Regions from separate parts of the Ovis aries genome. Here regions 2 and 3 are each linked to region 1. Evidence: chromatin contacts called from public Hi-C data. All regions are on one chromosome and are shown on one strand. The core of a region is the stretch at or near the end of the contact, and the rest is flanking DNA. Distances in the headings are between cores, read along the strand shown. Region 1 overlaps HMG20A (high mobility group 20A). Region 2 overlaps PEAK1 (pseudopodium enriched atypical kinase 1). Region 3 overlaps PEAK1 (pseudopodium enriched atypical kinase 1).

Region 1 (4,661 bases), core at 848-3,347:
CTGGCGTCTCCTGCATTGCAGGTGGATTCTTTACCAGCTGAGCTATCAGGGAAGCTTGTGTCTGTAAAGAAGATGCTAAACATCCTAGTGACCTACCGTGAAATAATATTTGTTTATTGTGGCTGATTTTGTAGCAAATATGATTGGTATATTTACTCACTTCTTAGAACTGGGTGAAAATAACAGGACAGACCAAGTGAACTGCAGCAACTAAACAGGCTAACAACACGGGAGAAAGGGCTATAGATTATAGAAAATCATAAATTGTGATCATGCAAAGAAGGAGCCTCACTGTAGCTTGAAAACCTGACCCATAGCTAAATGGGGCCAAAATTAATCATGTCCTGATCTTATACATAAGCCAAAGGATCTTTTCTAAAGTTCATGCCTATTAGAGCAGTAAAGACTTTTCTGCAGGTTATACCATAATGAGCTTCAGGCATTTAATGAGAGAGACAAGTGCTACTGTTAAAAGTGGTAACCTTCAGCATCTAATGTGAAAATGAAATAGGGCTGCTTGCTCTGCCAAACGAGGGATTGCTCTCCAATTCAGTCCATGAGATGAAGAGGACTCTCATAATCTTAGATGCTCTGATGCAGGCAAATTTAAATCTTCTGGGAAAGGGGGAAAGGCTTTGGTTGGTTTTGTTTTTATAATTAGGTAAGGATTTTACCTGCAAGGAGCAAGTCGCTGACTCCAGGCTTCAGGCCCAGAAGCTTCTAAAGGCAGTAAAATAAAACCAGCACCAAGGAACAGACCAGCCTAAGGGTCTCGATGCAGTTTCCAAAAGCCTCTGGAAGAATAGACAGCATTTTGAGGAGGGGAGACTTGGCTTCCATCTCCATCAAAATAGCTGTCTCAGATGAGGGTTACTGCCTGACCAAAAAAAAAAATATTACCAGCATGAAAGAAAGTGTCATCTCACCCCGAACCCCTAGAAATCTCCTGTCTAAGAATTTATGTTAAGCTGGATCCTCTCCTACATTGCTATGCAGTAGGAAGTGCCAAGACGTGACCCTGACCCTCTTCCCCCTCAGTGAGGCCCTCACTGACTGTCCCCACAGCAGACAGGATGCTGCCTCATGTCCTGGAGCTCACTGCAGATTCCTGCCCCACTTGCTGCATTCAGGCTTCCTCTTGCAATTCCCAAGAGACAGAGGGCGGCAGGGGCAGGAAGGGAAGGAACAGAGGCTGAAAACCTTTAGATGCCTGAGCTGCTTCGCCCTGGTGGGTCGGCCTTTCTGGGCGAGAGGTTGGGGGTGGGAGGATCCTCTCAGCTGCTTCCAAAGGACCCTTTCTTAAAACTAGGGCAGCACAAAACAAGCCAGGTCATTGTGTTCCTGGATATAAATATTGATTCTTGGTGGTGGTAACATTCTGTTCATAAGAAGGATGTAACATATTTCTCCCACACCGTATTAGACTGATGTGCTGTTTGTCCAAGAGAAGTACAGATTACTGGCTTCTGCAGGGGAAATGTGGACATTTAAATGCATGCAGCTTTCGGAAGTCTAGGGAGCCGTCTTGGAATAGAAACCAGGTCCCTTTCCTAGCTCCAGCCCTTCCCTCCTCTGTCCAGTGTCTCCTTTCCAGACTCCATGTTGCATACCATGTTGGCATTTCTAATCGCTTGTAACTTAGGAAGATGCTTTCTTAGAATTACATCTTGTTTCATAAGAACCTGGAAATGTGGGCACTTGCTCTCTTTGGGAGGGAGGCGTGGAAGGTCAAGGCCAAACATTTTTTGCTTTCTTCCCCTCAGGGGAAAGATCTGGGTGGTCCCCGCTCCTCTGTTTTCTTTTTCACCCCACGTGGGAGGGCAGGGCAAAGGCTTTAGACCAGAGGTGGTCCCTCGGAACATTCCACCCAGGCCTGACCAAGCCCCAGATTCAGAGGCGCTGGCCGCCTTGGCAAGACAAATTCCCCGCATTCCACAAGTGCTCTTGAGGGAGAAATAGCGCTAATGAGAAAGTGGAATTCTGGATGTGTGTGCATGCTCACTCGGTGCCAGCGCGTCTCACAGACAGATCCCGGGCCAGCAGTATTTCGTAAGAGTGGTGGAGCCGGGCTCCAGATGCGGGAGCCGCAGTGACACATGTGCTGTCAGGAGAGCCAGCGCCCTCTGCTGTCCCGGCCCGGAAGCACCACGACGGTGGGGAAGACTCCGGGGCCTCCGGAAAGCGGGCGGCGGTCAGAATCCACCGCGGACCCCGGCGGTTGAGGAGGCCAGACAGCTTCTCGCCGTCCAAACGCTGGGTCTGCGAGGGGCTGCACTCCCTCCGTCGAGCTGGCCCTCTTTACGTTTGGGGGTTGAGAAAGAGCCAAAAATGCGGAGAATTTATAATAATAAAACTCCAGGCTCCAGCAGCATCCGCAGGTCGCATCCCTGAGAAGGTGAGGAACAGCAGGGCCAGCTCCTGTCCCTGAACCTGGCCGGCAGGCCCGGGCCAGGCCAAATCAAGAGGGCGGCCGGCCCAGGAGGACACCTCCCCGCTGCAGAGCAGCCCTGCGGCCACTCCCTCGCCTGGGAATGCGGCTTCTGGAGGCCTTGCTGGCTCCAAGGCTGCCAGCCGAGGGGAAGTTGTTACTGCTCCCACTCAGGCATGCTGGCATCTCCTAGGGGCTGGCACCTCAGAGAGACTGGCTCAGCTTACAAGCTAAGAGCGAACTGCCACCCCCTCTGCTCCACCCCTTGCCAAGACAGCGGCTCAGCAGCGGCCCAGGGTCAGGCTTGATGCTGCAGTGTGTGTGTGTGTGTGTGTGTGTGTGTGTGTGTGTGTGTTGTGTGTGTGTGTGTGTGTGTGTGTGTGTGTGTGTGTGTGTCTATGTGATGGTGAAAGATAGGGTGGAGATACTGCTGCAGTGTGTGTGTGTGTGTGTGTGTGTGTGTGTGTGTGAGATGGTGAAAGATAGGGTGGAGATATTCAGGTGGGGGTCAGAGGGAGGCTGGCGAATGGCACTGCCATTTGGGCAACTTTGAAGTTTTGCAAAAAGGCACAAAACAATCACTTATTGTTTTTTGGCAGGTTTTTAATTTTTCTTTTTTTGGTAAACGGATCTCCTCCCTGTTGGGAGAAGAAAAACCCAACCACCAAACAAACCCCTCACAACAATGCCCTTCTCTCTCTGGGACCAATTTCCAGACTGCACAGCAGTCCTGACAAGGTCAACAAGCTGGAGCGGTAAGCGGAAGATCTTTATCTATGTGGGAAATAGGAAAATCATTTGACTGATAAAAGGAAATACAATAAATAGCATCTAAATTCCTGGCTGCATTCCCTGGGGCCCCTCCTCTGCTGGAGAAAGTGCGCGGGGCAGGATACACGTGCTGCTCCAGCAGGTTTAAAAATAGCATGCAGCACACAGCCCTTTCTTACCTTCCAGAAAGACTTCATTACCGGATTCTCAGCCCCGAGCCTGCAGAGCTGCTGCTGGCGCTTTCTTCTCCCCACACTGGGTTTTTCTTTTTTGGAAACGTTAAGGCAATGCCTGTGATACATTTTACTCACGGGCCAGCTCCTGCTCAGCTAGTTTCAATCTGGGCACGTCTGAAGCTCACGTTGAAAGTCCATTGTATTTAATGGGGTGTTAACTCTGTTTATTCTCTGGGACTTGGGCAGTAATTTTACACTCTGCAAAACTAGCAGCTTGAACTTGAAGTGGTATGCCTCTCTCCCCATCCCCACCCTGTGGGTCTCAGTCCCCAGGCACCCCTGGTCCTGTTTCCCACCTTTCCTCAGCTCAGGTGGCCATACATGACCTGGATGGAGCCAAGAAACCTGGGTTCACATCCACTGCAGCCCCCTTTAGCATTGGTCTCTTGAATCACTTGGAGACTCAGTTTTCTCATCTGTAAAATGGGGACTTTAATCAGCTGTCAACATACCACAGTTCCAAAGTGGAGAAACATTTGGGGGGAGGAGTACCACAAAGACCCCCATTCTGTTATTCCCAACCAGGCCACTTCTATATCACCTTGCAACATCTCCAGACCATCTCTCCACTAAAACCCAGGGTGGTTCACAGTGAAGCCTTCGGGCAGACCTGGGTCTTCACTGTGCTGCTCTGACTTTCTGACTCCATTCTTCCTTCTGCCCTCCAAGTGGGCACTCTACTCGCAGGCAGCAGCTTTCTTCCGTCTCCTTTTGCTCATTCACATTGCCTGGCCCTGAAAGGTATGAATAAACAAAAGATGAGGTGGTCCCTTCTAGCTCTGAGTCTCTGGGTCTAGATCAAAATAACTGAAGCACCTGCACTTTCTAACAAACCAACATCCTGTATGAGCTACGTCTTAAATTATTCCTGATCTAAAAACTGGATTCTTAGGGACCTTCCAGAATCACCACTGCTTAGATGCCATCTGGACCTTGGTCCTCTCTCTCCAGGAGCCAGGCTTTCCCCCCTGCCTGTCAATAGCTCAGATCTGAATCTCCAGGCCCCTGCTTGCTGGAGTTCCTGATCTCTATTTCCAGCTCCCTCGGGCCTTCTCCATCTGGCATTCTGTAGAATCTTCAAACTCAATTTGCCCAAAATTAAATAGTCTCCCCAAACCCACATTTTCTCCTGCATCTGCCAACACAGTTAAGAACTCCACTGCCCACTCAAGCTAGAAAAGCCTGTCATTCTCCATCCCTCTTCCTCATTCTTTACCTTGCCCCCT
Region 2 (4,661 bases), core at 635-3,134, 420 kb before region 1:
TGCAGGGAGAAGAGGCACTTGTGGGGAGAGGAGGAACAGATGGCGAGCCACAGGCTTGCAGGTTTTCACTCTGCCCAACTTCCGACCCCTGGTTCCAGGACTCCAGCCCAAGTGTGAGGTGATTGCTCCAGGGAGCAAGAGCTCTGCGGCCCCCTGACAGAGATTCGGCGCCCCTCTATTCCTGGGACCCTAGGTTCCCCTCACCAAGCACATTCTCCAGCACCCAGGAGCCCTGCTTAGATTCTCCAGCTGGGACTGGTGACCAGTAATGCTCAGCCTTTCGGTTGCTTCCTCGTACCTTCAGAGGGTAAGCGAGCAGTTAGCTGGGATATGTGTGCGTGGAGAGAGAGTTACCTAACATCTCCAGGAGGTCAGGAGTTGTGTCCAGGCAGCCTGTTTCCACTCAGAGGTTTGCACATTTGAGAGAACTGGATCTTGGCAACCAAGATCCCTCCCCCTCCGCCCTGTATGCAATCCAGTTTTTAAGTTTCAGCTGTGAGCTGCCAACTGCAGCCCTTGGCTCCTGAGGCACTAATGAAGTCCCTTCCCTTGTAGAGCATGGGCTCTCTTACAAGGATGCATAATTAGCTGAGTCTTGGAGAAGAGCAGAGAGCTCACAGAGTGCACACCCTGTGCCAGGCACCCAGAGAGCTTCTCGTACCAGTAAATCCCAGGTAGGAAAGAACTCAAGATTCTTTGTGACCTGGGTTGAAAGAAGTCAGCTCCCAGGCACGTGGAAGCCAAAGAAAAGTTAAAGTGTTAGTCACTCATTTGTATCTGATTCTTTGTGACCCCATGGACTGTAGCCCACCAGGCTCCTCTGTCCATGGGATTCTCCATGCAAGAACAGTGGAGTGGGTTGCCATGCCCTCCTCCAGGGGATCTTCCCTACCTAGGTGATTGAACCTGGGTCTCCTGCATTGCAGGCAGATTTTTTACCATCTGAGCCACCAGAGAAGCCAAAGGCCCCACTCAAATGTCAGTGGTCCATCACCTCTGGACAATCCAGACTCAAAGGGAAGAGTGGTCTTCCTAAGGGCCCACTGACAGAATTCTTAGGAATGGATCCCATGCTGGGCAAGGTGCTGAAGGGGTAACAGGATCTCTCTCCAGTCATACCAAAAGTCAGAGGGATCCCATCTGTGGCCTTGCTCCACCCGCTTTGGAGCCTGACTTGGGCAACCCTGAACCCTCACCATCCAAGCCCGTATCTTTCAGGGGCCCCAGTTGGCCACTCTCCAGCAGAGCACTGGACAGCCACCCAAGCGTACTGTGTTCCCTCTCTATAATGTTGAGACCTCTCAGCTCCAACTGTCTCTTTCTTTGGTTCTCTCCCTCCAGAAGTCGGTTCACAACAAGGAAGGTAAGTTCCCTGAGCTCCTGTCCAGAAGCTGAGCCTATGTCCCAGGGAGTTGTCTTTCAGCTTTATCCTCTTGACCCTTCCTCCCAGGCCCAGGCAACATAGGGAGCTCTGAGGCCCACATCAGTACAGTTTTTCCTCCTCAGCAATATATAACTTGAGTCTGGAAATCACATTTCTGGAATATCCCTTAAATATTATGTCTGAAAGTTCTAGAATGCTTGCTGGTGGAGAGAAGCAGAAACACTGGGCTGGAAACAGTGTCCACGGTAAAGGGTTAAGAAATCTAAAATCTGGTCTAAATTCAGAGTCTACATGTTTGCACTTTCATCCATTCTACTCCAATGACGTGGCAGCTGTCACTGCCTCTGCCCACTGTGGACTCGTCCTGCCTGAGCCAGGAGGCCTCCTCTGTCTGCTACGGAAGCATCTGCTCATTAGCTTGTCTGCCTTTGTGAGGACCCAGTGTGTGACCGTGTACCTTTAGGAACAGGCAAAGGATGTGAATTCTGCAGCAGGTTACGCTGTACACGGTCCTGCTCTGCTCATATTGTCTGCAGAGCTCTGAGATGACCACTGAGAGGCTCAGCCTCAGCCAGCTAACCAAACCGTTTAAATAAACCCAGGACCTTTTAAACAAACCCAGGGCGTCAGAGGATGAGATAGCTGGATGGCATTACCGATGCAATAGACATGAACTTGGGCAAACTTCGGGAGATGGTGAGGGACAGAGAGAGGCCTGGGCTGCTGCAGCCCACGAGGTCCCGAAGAGTCGGACACCACTGGGCGACTAACAGGACCTCTATATGGTGACTGGTCACTAGGGGGCGATCTCACACAGCAAACCTGCAGCCCTCTGAGCTCTGGGGGAAAGCTGAAGGCCTTCACTTGCCCTTCTATGGCTGGTTTTCTCAGTTCAGGGAGGGAATGAATTGAAAACAAGTCCAGGTCAGCAGGGAGGAGCATCTGAGAAGGCACACCTCCTGCGAGTTAAGATGTAACCATGTCCGCGGCACGTCAGTGTGGAGAGAAGCTGAAAAGACAAGAGCTTGTCTGTTTTTACTGGATATGAAAATGAATTTATTTACACAGTAACATGATGCCACAGAGAACACAGCAAAGTACCACAGCAAACCAAAGGGCGGCGCCACCTGGTGACAGAGGGGACCTTTTGTTGGTAGGTTTCTACAACTCTAAAATATGTTAAGTAGAGAGGTGACGCTCCAGGAAAGAACAAAAGAAACAAGATTTTCAAAAAGCGAGCATGGGCAGAGCCAGTGGGGAATGAAAGAGAGCGGAATGAGGACTGCCATGATTCAAACCACTGAAAGGACAACATCTTGCTTCTGCCCTCATCTCATACCAAAATGCCCGGCGTTATCAACAGAAAAATCCCATCCCGGTGTGTTCGCATGTAACACCTTTTAAAACTGCTAAGGGAAGGGATAACCAAGTAGTTATTTGGAGCAAATTTCCTGAAGCAGTGTGGTTTATCTTTCAAAAATGCTACCCTGAAGCCATAGGGCTGGTTCAACATTCAAGTTATCGGGAGCGCGGACACACACACTTTCCACACACTACACGGGCAAAGTGGATTTTCCATAATATAATATTTGTAGCAAAATATATGACTCTGTACTTCTGCTAGGTTAAAAAATGTCCGACCTCTTTTGATTCCCTGAAACTTTCTTGATTTAAAAAATAAAAGTGGAGGCAAACAGATGGGGAAAAGTGAGAAGCTGGAATAAATGCTGCGGCGTGGGAAACACCTGACGGGATGTCCCGGATGCAAGTCCCTGCAGCCCGCCCGGGGAAAAGGGGAAAAGCTTCTGCATTGGCTGACGCAAAAACCTACTCTAATTTCAGACAGCTGCGGAGAGAGGGTGTGTAACAGCTGTATAGCACCTTGTACTTTCTGGGCACTTATAAATATTAAAATGGTGGTGATGAGTGGTGAACACCTCGGTTTATAAAAAATACTAGACTTTTTAAAAGAAATTTCCCAAGAGTTTTTTTTTAAACAAACCTATTGAAACTACCACATCTCTTTAAAAAAAAAAACAACCAAAAAAAAAAAAAAACAAAACCCCTCAGCTTTCAGTATTACAGGGATATGATGTTCCCAAGCTGAAGTTTGGGTGATTGTCACAATCATGTCAATGGGAGAGGGGATAGTTCCTTCTCCTGAAACGCTGGGGAATTTATAATCTTCCCAAGGTTTTCATTAGCATCATCTCCCCCCACCCCCAATACACAAAATGGACTTGTTTTTAAAAAAAATAGGTGCTTTTTTTGAGGATGGTTTACTTGATCAGTGGAATACCTGGATGTGGGAATGCATGTGAATTCTCTTCCCATGGCGTCCGTCATAACTCAGCCTCATCATCTAAAAAACATCAGGACAAAGAGGCTTGGTTTCTTTGGTATAATCTCTGTCTAGAATCTTGCGTGGCACCACTCGTGGCTTCCCTAATGGCATCGGTTTTGGTCCGTGGAACCCCCACGTTTGGTGCTGCCGTCAGCACAGGCTGCGGCGCACAATTGAGCAAGAGCGGCACTTGGATTTGTCTTAGCGCAGCACTTTGGGCCTTTGAGAATATGGGCTTCAATGAGGTAAAACTAACCACCTGCTTTCACCGGCAGCCATCCTGTTCAGTCATTAGGCTGAACCAGAATTTTTACTCCTTGTCAACTAGTAAGGGGAATTAAAAAAACATGTCAGAGTTAGCCCAGGAAGTCAAGTTACTCCCTGCCCATCCCAAGTATGTTCATACCTTATTTATACATCTAGAATCACTTGGAATACAGCGCAGTATCCTAAGCCCATCCCAGTTTCTGGAACTAACCCATATTTTTTTCAGATTGCTGCTGGTAACATCTAAAAAAAACTCCTATCAGCAAAACTAAGTCAGGTAATTTCCTAGCACCAAAGTATTCTTAATTCGAATGTGAGAAGTGGAGTGCAATCCTTCTATGTCCTACTATTTAGTAGGCCCCAAAGATCTTTCATGGATATTTTATAATGCTAGACACTTTAAAATACAATTTTAGGTAGTCTAATTCCCAGGATTATCATTAATATTTCCAGAGGCTCAGATCTCTTGGTTTAGTTTTCTAAGTTCACAAACTTGGGCTGAGTCTGGAAGCACAACTGGCCCCAGTGACAGTGAAAGGCTACTCAGACCCTTAAAATTCTAACCAACAGATTTTACTTTTGGGCCCTCAACATCAGTAGATTAGGGAATGTGAGTGCTGTGCTCCCCTGTATATCTCAGCCGGTTTATCTTCTGAGGGCAAAGCT
Region 3 (4,661 bases), core at 1,150-3,649, 340 kb before region 1:
ACTTCAAATGCTGCTGAGAGGTAACAGAGAATGAGAACTTGAATGTGCCTACTGGACTTGGCACTGTGAGCTCACTGGTGATCTCAGCCCAGGTTATTCTGGTGCAGTGGCAGGGATGGAAAGCAGACTGTGGTGAGTCAAAGAGGCATGAGAGAGAGTAATTTTAGATAACTTTTTGGCAAAGTTTAAGTGGGAGGTAGAAGAAAGAAAGAGCTGGGAGTATGGGGGAGGGGGTCTTGAAAGGATTTCCTTATTTTAGTATGGCAAAAACTAGATCATGTTGACTACAAATACTGGAAACAGACACAGGGGAGTGTGAGAAGCTGAAAAGAGAAAAAAAGGGGGTAGAAATTAATAATTACAAACCTTAGAATGTTAAAATTGAGCAGGCCCTTAGTTCAATTCTTCTCTTTTATTGACAAGGGAAACTGAAGCCCAGAAAAGTCCACACAAATGAATGAGAAAGACTGAGAACAGCAACTCAAGGCTATAGCTACCTATAGGATGTTCTGTTTTTAAATTACTTTTTTCTTTTGTAATAGAAAATATTTGTTTTTTTTCTTATGTATGCTCACTGTGAAAACTCAGAAAAGCATAAAGAAAATGAAATCATGCATAATCCTATTATTCAGAAGTGACTTCTATTAGCAGTTTGTGGAAGTTCCTTTCAGTTATCAAGAATCTTTAAAAAAAAAAATTCCTGTCTACTTAGCCTATGTGGTACTGATGACAAAGAATAAGGCATCCCAGCCTAATATCTTGTTAACCAAGTTAAACCCACTGATGAAAGAGAGGGATTAAATTTTCTCTTTGTAAGTAGCAGAGTATATTTTCTTTTTCCAAGGCTGGTAGACAGATAGTAAAAATAATTCTCCATTTTGAGTGCACATAAGTTAATTCAGTCAAGAGATGCTGCTGAGCTGATTAGCAGCTATCACATTATCAACAGGATAGACAAATGAGATTCACCAGGAACACAATCAGCTTATGTCAGTGCTGTGTGCAGTAGAAACCCATCAATAAAACTGAAGCCTTGGATTTGGCATTCTAAGTTCTGTGTACATCTGTATTCAATCTTATAAAACCAAGAGATGAACCAAGCAAACACCTTTAGCTAGCACCAGATGGAGCTGCTGTCTAAGTCACAAAGCCTTAACTATGAGGGTTTCATTTTTCAACACTAATTATGTTTGGAGACAAAGATGTGCGCTTAAAGACACTGTCAAAACTATTTTAACTTATAACAGGCTCTTAGAAAGAGAAGCTACACTAGCTGTAGCTCTATCCAAAGAGCAGTCCTTGGGCTTTACTGCCTTTGTGAAATGACTTCAATGGCAATCAATAACTAGCAGCTTTGTCTGCTCAACACTGACACCTCCAAAATGGGAAACTCTAGCCACCAAAGTCATGCTTGAGAAATAAAAAATGTGTCTCCTGAGGCACTTAAGCAAGGATATATGACAGTCTACCCTGGTGTCTTCTATTTACTTGCCAAAACAGGTCAGCTATGGAGTATCAAATGGAACATTGGATAAGGAAAAACTCATTGGCCTCCACATCCCTTATAATTTCAAAGCAAATCCTGCAGATGAAATGCTCAATGAGAAAGTGTAATGGTTGAAGTTGCCCCTAGGAGCTAGCCAGGATTCCATGATCTAAAATCTGATTTAACATTTGACAGTTTTCAATGCCAAAACCCTCCAGGCTATAGATGAAGCTGTTCATGGGTAGCTTATTTTACTTGTAGTCATGACAGCTTTTAAAGAATTATTACTGTTTTTTACTCTCTCTACTGCTATACAGTCAATGACATAATTAGTTTGCTTATAGTCCAACTGTTTCAAGATTTGATACAAGACAGCCAAATCCACACAGGATCTCAAAGTTGGAATAGACAGGCCCACAGAAAGAGTCAGAGCTCCTCAAGCTAGATGGAATTTCCAAGTCAGTGAAGAAGGTGAGGGCGTCCTGGTGGTATATTAAATACCATAAGCAGAGTATTTCCTAAAGGCATCCAAGGAGAATCTGTTAATAAATGAGGATGGAGAATGGACTGCTCAGCTCCTTCCCCAATCCTGTGACTCCCAGAGCCCATTATTGCTCTTCATAAAACCTGTCATACTGTCAAAGGAGCAGAATCAAGAATTCTCACTGTTTTACATGGGCTTTTAAGGATACTCTTCACTGAGAAACTATTGCTTATATGTCATCCAACACATTACTGTAGTCCAGCTCCAGGCTACTAAAGTAAAATTTACAAGCCAAGGTTCTCATTAGGCTTTTGTAATGGAAGGAGTGGGTCACTTAAATAAAAAAGGAAAGGAAAATGTGATAAGTATCCCCACGTCACTGTTTCCAACCTTTCCTCCTTCCACAGTGAAAAATGCTGACCGATACCTCAACCAGCTGCCAAACCCTTCAGTGTATGACTACAAGGGTGGGGAGAGGAAGTGAAAGCAAAGCTGCAGGAAAAGGCTTTGTAGGAGATAAAACACAGCTTGAATTTGGCACATAAATGGAAATTCCATGAATAAAAGGAACCTTCTTAATTTGAGATTTGAACAAAGGAGCAAAAAAAATCACACTTCTTTGCTAATGATAAGAATAGGCAAGATCTTAAGACTTAAGGTTCTTCTGTCTAAAGAAGAAGCCAAGGTAAGACCTACTTAATTTAGAAAACTTAACTAAAAAGCTGTGCTGAAAGGAGGAAGACCACCCACTTCCAGTTGTTCTAACCACCAGTTTTTTTCTAACAATTTACTGTTCCTGTCACATGGTGGTCATCTCAGGATAAGAATTGTGCAACAGCAGATGCTGTAAAGAGGCACTGCTAAGGCCCTGACACATTCTTCAGTTCAAATTCTTTGATGAACCAGTTAAATAATAATAATAATAATTATTATAAATTAGGTAACAGCTAGTTATAAGATTATAATTTCCAAAATGTTCACTGAACCCACTTCAGACCCCTATGTAAGAAGGTAGGCATCAGAGAGCAGGTGAAAATGTTATCTAATAACAGTCAAGGACTCCATAGTATTTTTCAGTTTTACTCTACTCACAAATGATTCTCTCTGCTTGGAATGTGTATTCTCTAATGTCATTCCATTTGGCAACAGCCTGTTTACCCTTCAAGACCCACTTCAAAATTTACCTGTGATGAAGCTTTACCTAACTCACTAAATACCTTTATTGCAAGACCATGTTATATTATACAGGTCCCCAGAAGGCAGGGCTATGTCTTTTTCATCTCTTGATCTCTTGGATTGCTTGGAATATAGCAGATACTAAATAAGTGCTTCCTAAATAAAAGCAATTTTAGCCAGCTAATGCTGGGCACCATTTAAAGCTCTTTACCCATGAAAACTCTTAATTCTCATAAAACTCTATGATGTGTATAGCACCACCTCACTGATAAAGAAACTGAGACTTGTCCAAGGTCACATGGCTAACATGGCAGAGCCAGAATGGATGAGTGCACGTACATGTAAATGGTAGAGCTCAGCTACCTATGGTATCTGGAGGCTGCTTTAAATGTAAGCATGGTGGTGCCTGAAAAACAGTTCACTCAGCAACAGCAGCACTGCTTACCATGGTGCAATTCCATCTTGAGCAAAGCAGTGTTAGAAGCAGGCACACCCCCACCATCCCCAGCTCACTCCTGAGATTGCAGGGTGCACGTACTCACTGCAGAGCAAGTTAAGAGTAAAACTAAGAGCCAAATAGCTACCTGGGCTGCCCCAAAAGTGGTGCCTTTTTTTTTTTTTTTTTGTACTTCAGAGCATTGGAGTGAATATTCTGAGGCAAATTAAGTATGCTCTTTCATCTAGCCCAGCCTGAGTCAGGAACCATCCTTATTTGGAAGGGTCGATGAAGTGGCTGATTGAGAGCAATTGGTGAGATGCTGTTAGAAGCGCCTTACTATATTCTTCTCCACTGCTGTCAACTGTCAAATGAAGAAAGCAAGACTGCAGACTAATTGAGATGTGAAGATAGGTGATCTCTGGTTTGAAAGAAGGGAATAACAAAGAGGGAGAATGAGGAAGTGAAAGAGTCAAAGGTAAGAGAAAGAAGAAAAGGAGGGGAGAAAGAGATTGGGAAGGAAAGAGACCCAAGAAAGAGTCGATTATTTTGAGAGAAATCCCACTTGAATGCTTACAACAACATAATCAGGGGAAGCGAAAATGTCCTTTGTTATCATGCTTCACCATTTCTGGAGGCTTTATTCTTTGTTGTCTTGCATGACTTGAAAATTTGGTAGGAGGCATTATTTTTCCAGTCAAACTAAAATTTACCTTCCCAGTTACAGAACAGAGTAACAGTACATTCCATAAGACATTTATAACTTGAAATTCTAAAGAGAAAAAGTACTTCTAAATTAATGAAAGTCTGAGTTATACAATACTTTAAAGAAATATAAATTTATTGCTTTCAAAGAGTTATCACAATAAATTAGCTTAACAGTCTTTCCTGTTAGAAGTATTTGGAGGATTATTCTAATAAGTATATATGAAATCAGTCAATCCTAAGGAAAATCAACCCTGAATACTCATTGGAAGGACTGATGCTGAAGCTGAAGCTCCACCTGATGCAAACAGCCGACTCACTGGAAAAGACTCTGATGCTGGGAAAGATTGAAGGCAGAAGGAGAAGAGGGTGGC

The links. Hi-C and Micro-C count contacts between places; a contact is called where the count stands out from the background.
Region 2: a Hi-C map of mixed tissues shows a contact between it and region 1, with 2.8 times the contacts expected there. The contact joins two enhancer-like sites. A contact is called at or near these places in 9 of 16 Hi-C or Micro-C datasets (blood, hypothalamus, liver and 3 more).
Region 3: a contact with region 1 is called in a Hi-C map of tail adipose tissue, with 3 times the contacts expected there. The contact joins two enhancer-like sites. A contact is called at or near these places in 4 of 16 Hi-C or Micro-C datasets (blood, hypothalamus, omental adipose tissue and 1 more).

What each region holds. Positions count from the first base shown.
Region 1 is chr18:30,432,569-30,437,229 of ARS-UI_Ramb_v3.0, forward strand. All of the region lies in intron 8 of HMG20A (high mobility group 20A), which reads left to right. Among named protein-coding and RNA genes, the nearest start is that of HMG20A, 88 kb to the left of the region's middle. Within about 2 kb of position 2,098, at least 41 of the 54 cell types and tissues checked have an H3K27ac peak or open chromatin away from gene starts, as enhancers often do. A contact at or near this core is called in hypothalamus and tail adipose tissue, where this site is marked.
Region 2 is chr18:30,015,182-30,019,842 of ARS-UI_Ramb_v3.0, forward strand. PEAK1 (pseudopodium enriched atypical kinase 1) reads right to left here. Exons shown (of 9, transcript XM_060401726.1): 9 at 2,417-4,661. Among named protein-coding and RNA genes, the nearest start is that of TSPAN3, 36 kb to the left of the region's middle. Within about 2 kb of position 1,885, at least 10 of the 54 cell types and tissues checked have an H3K27ac peak or open chromatin away from gene starts, as enhancers often do. A contact at or near this core is called in hypothalamus, where this site is marked.
Region 3 is chr18:30,096,707-30,101,367 of ARS-UI_Ramb_v3.0, forward strand. All of the region lies in intron 5 of PEAK1 (pseudopodium enriched atypical kinase 1), which reads right to left. Among named protein-coding and RNA genes, the nearest start is that of TSPAN3, 120 kb to the left of the region's middle. Within about 2 kb of position 2,400, at least 9 of the 54 cell types and tissues checked have an H3K27ac peak or open chromatin away from gene starts, as enhancers often do. A contact at or near this core is called in tail adipose tissue, where this site is marked.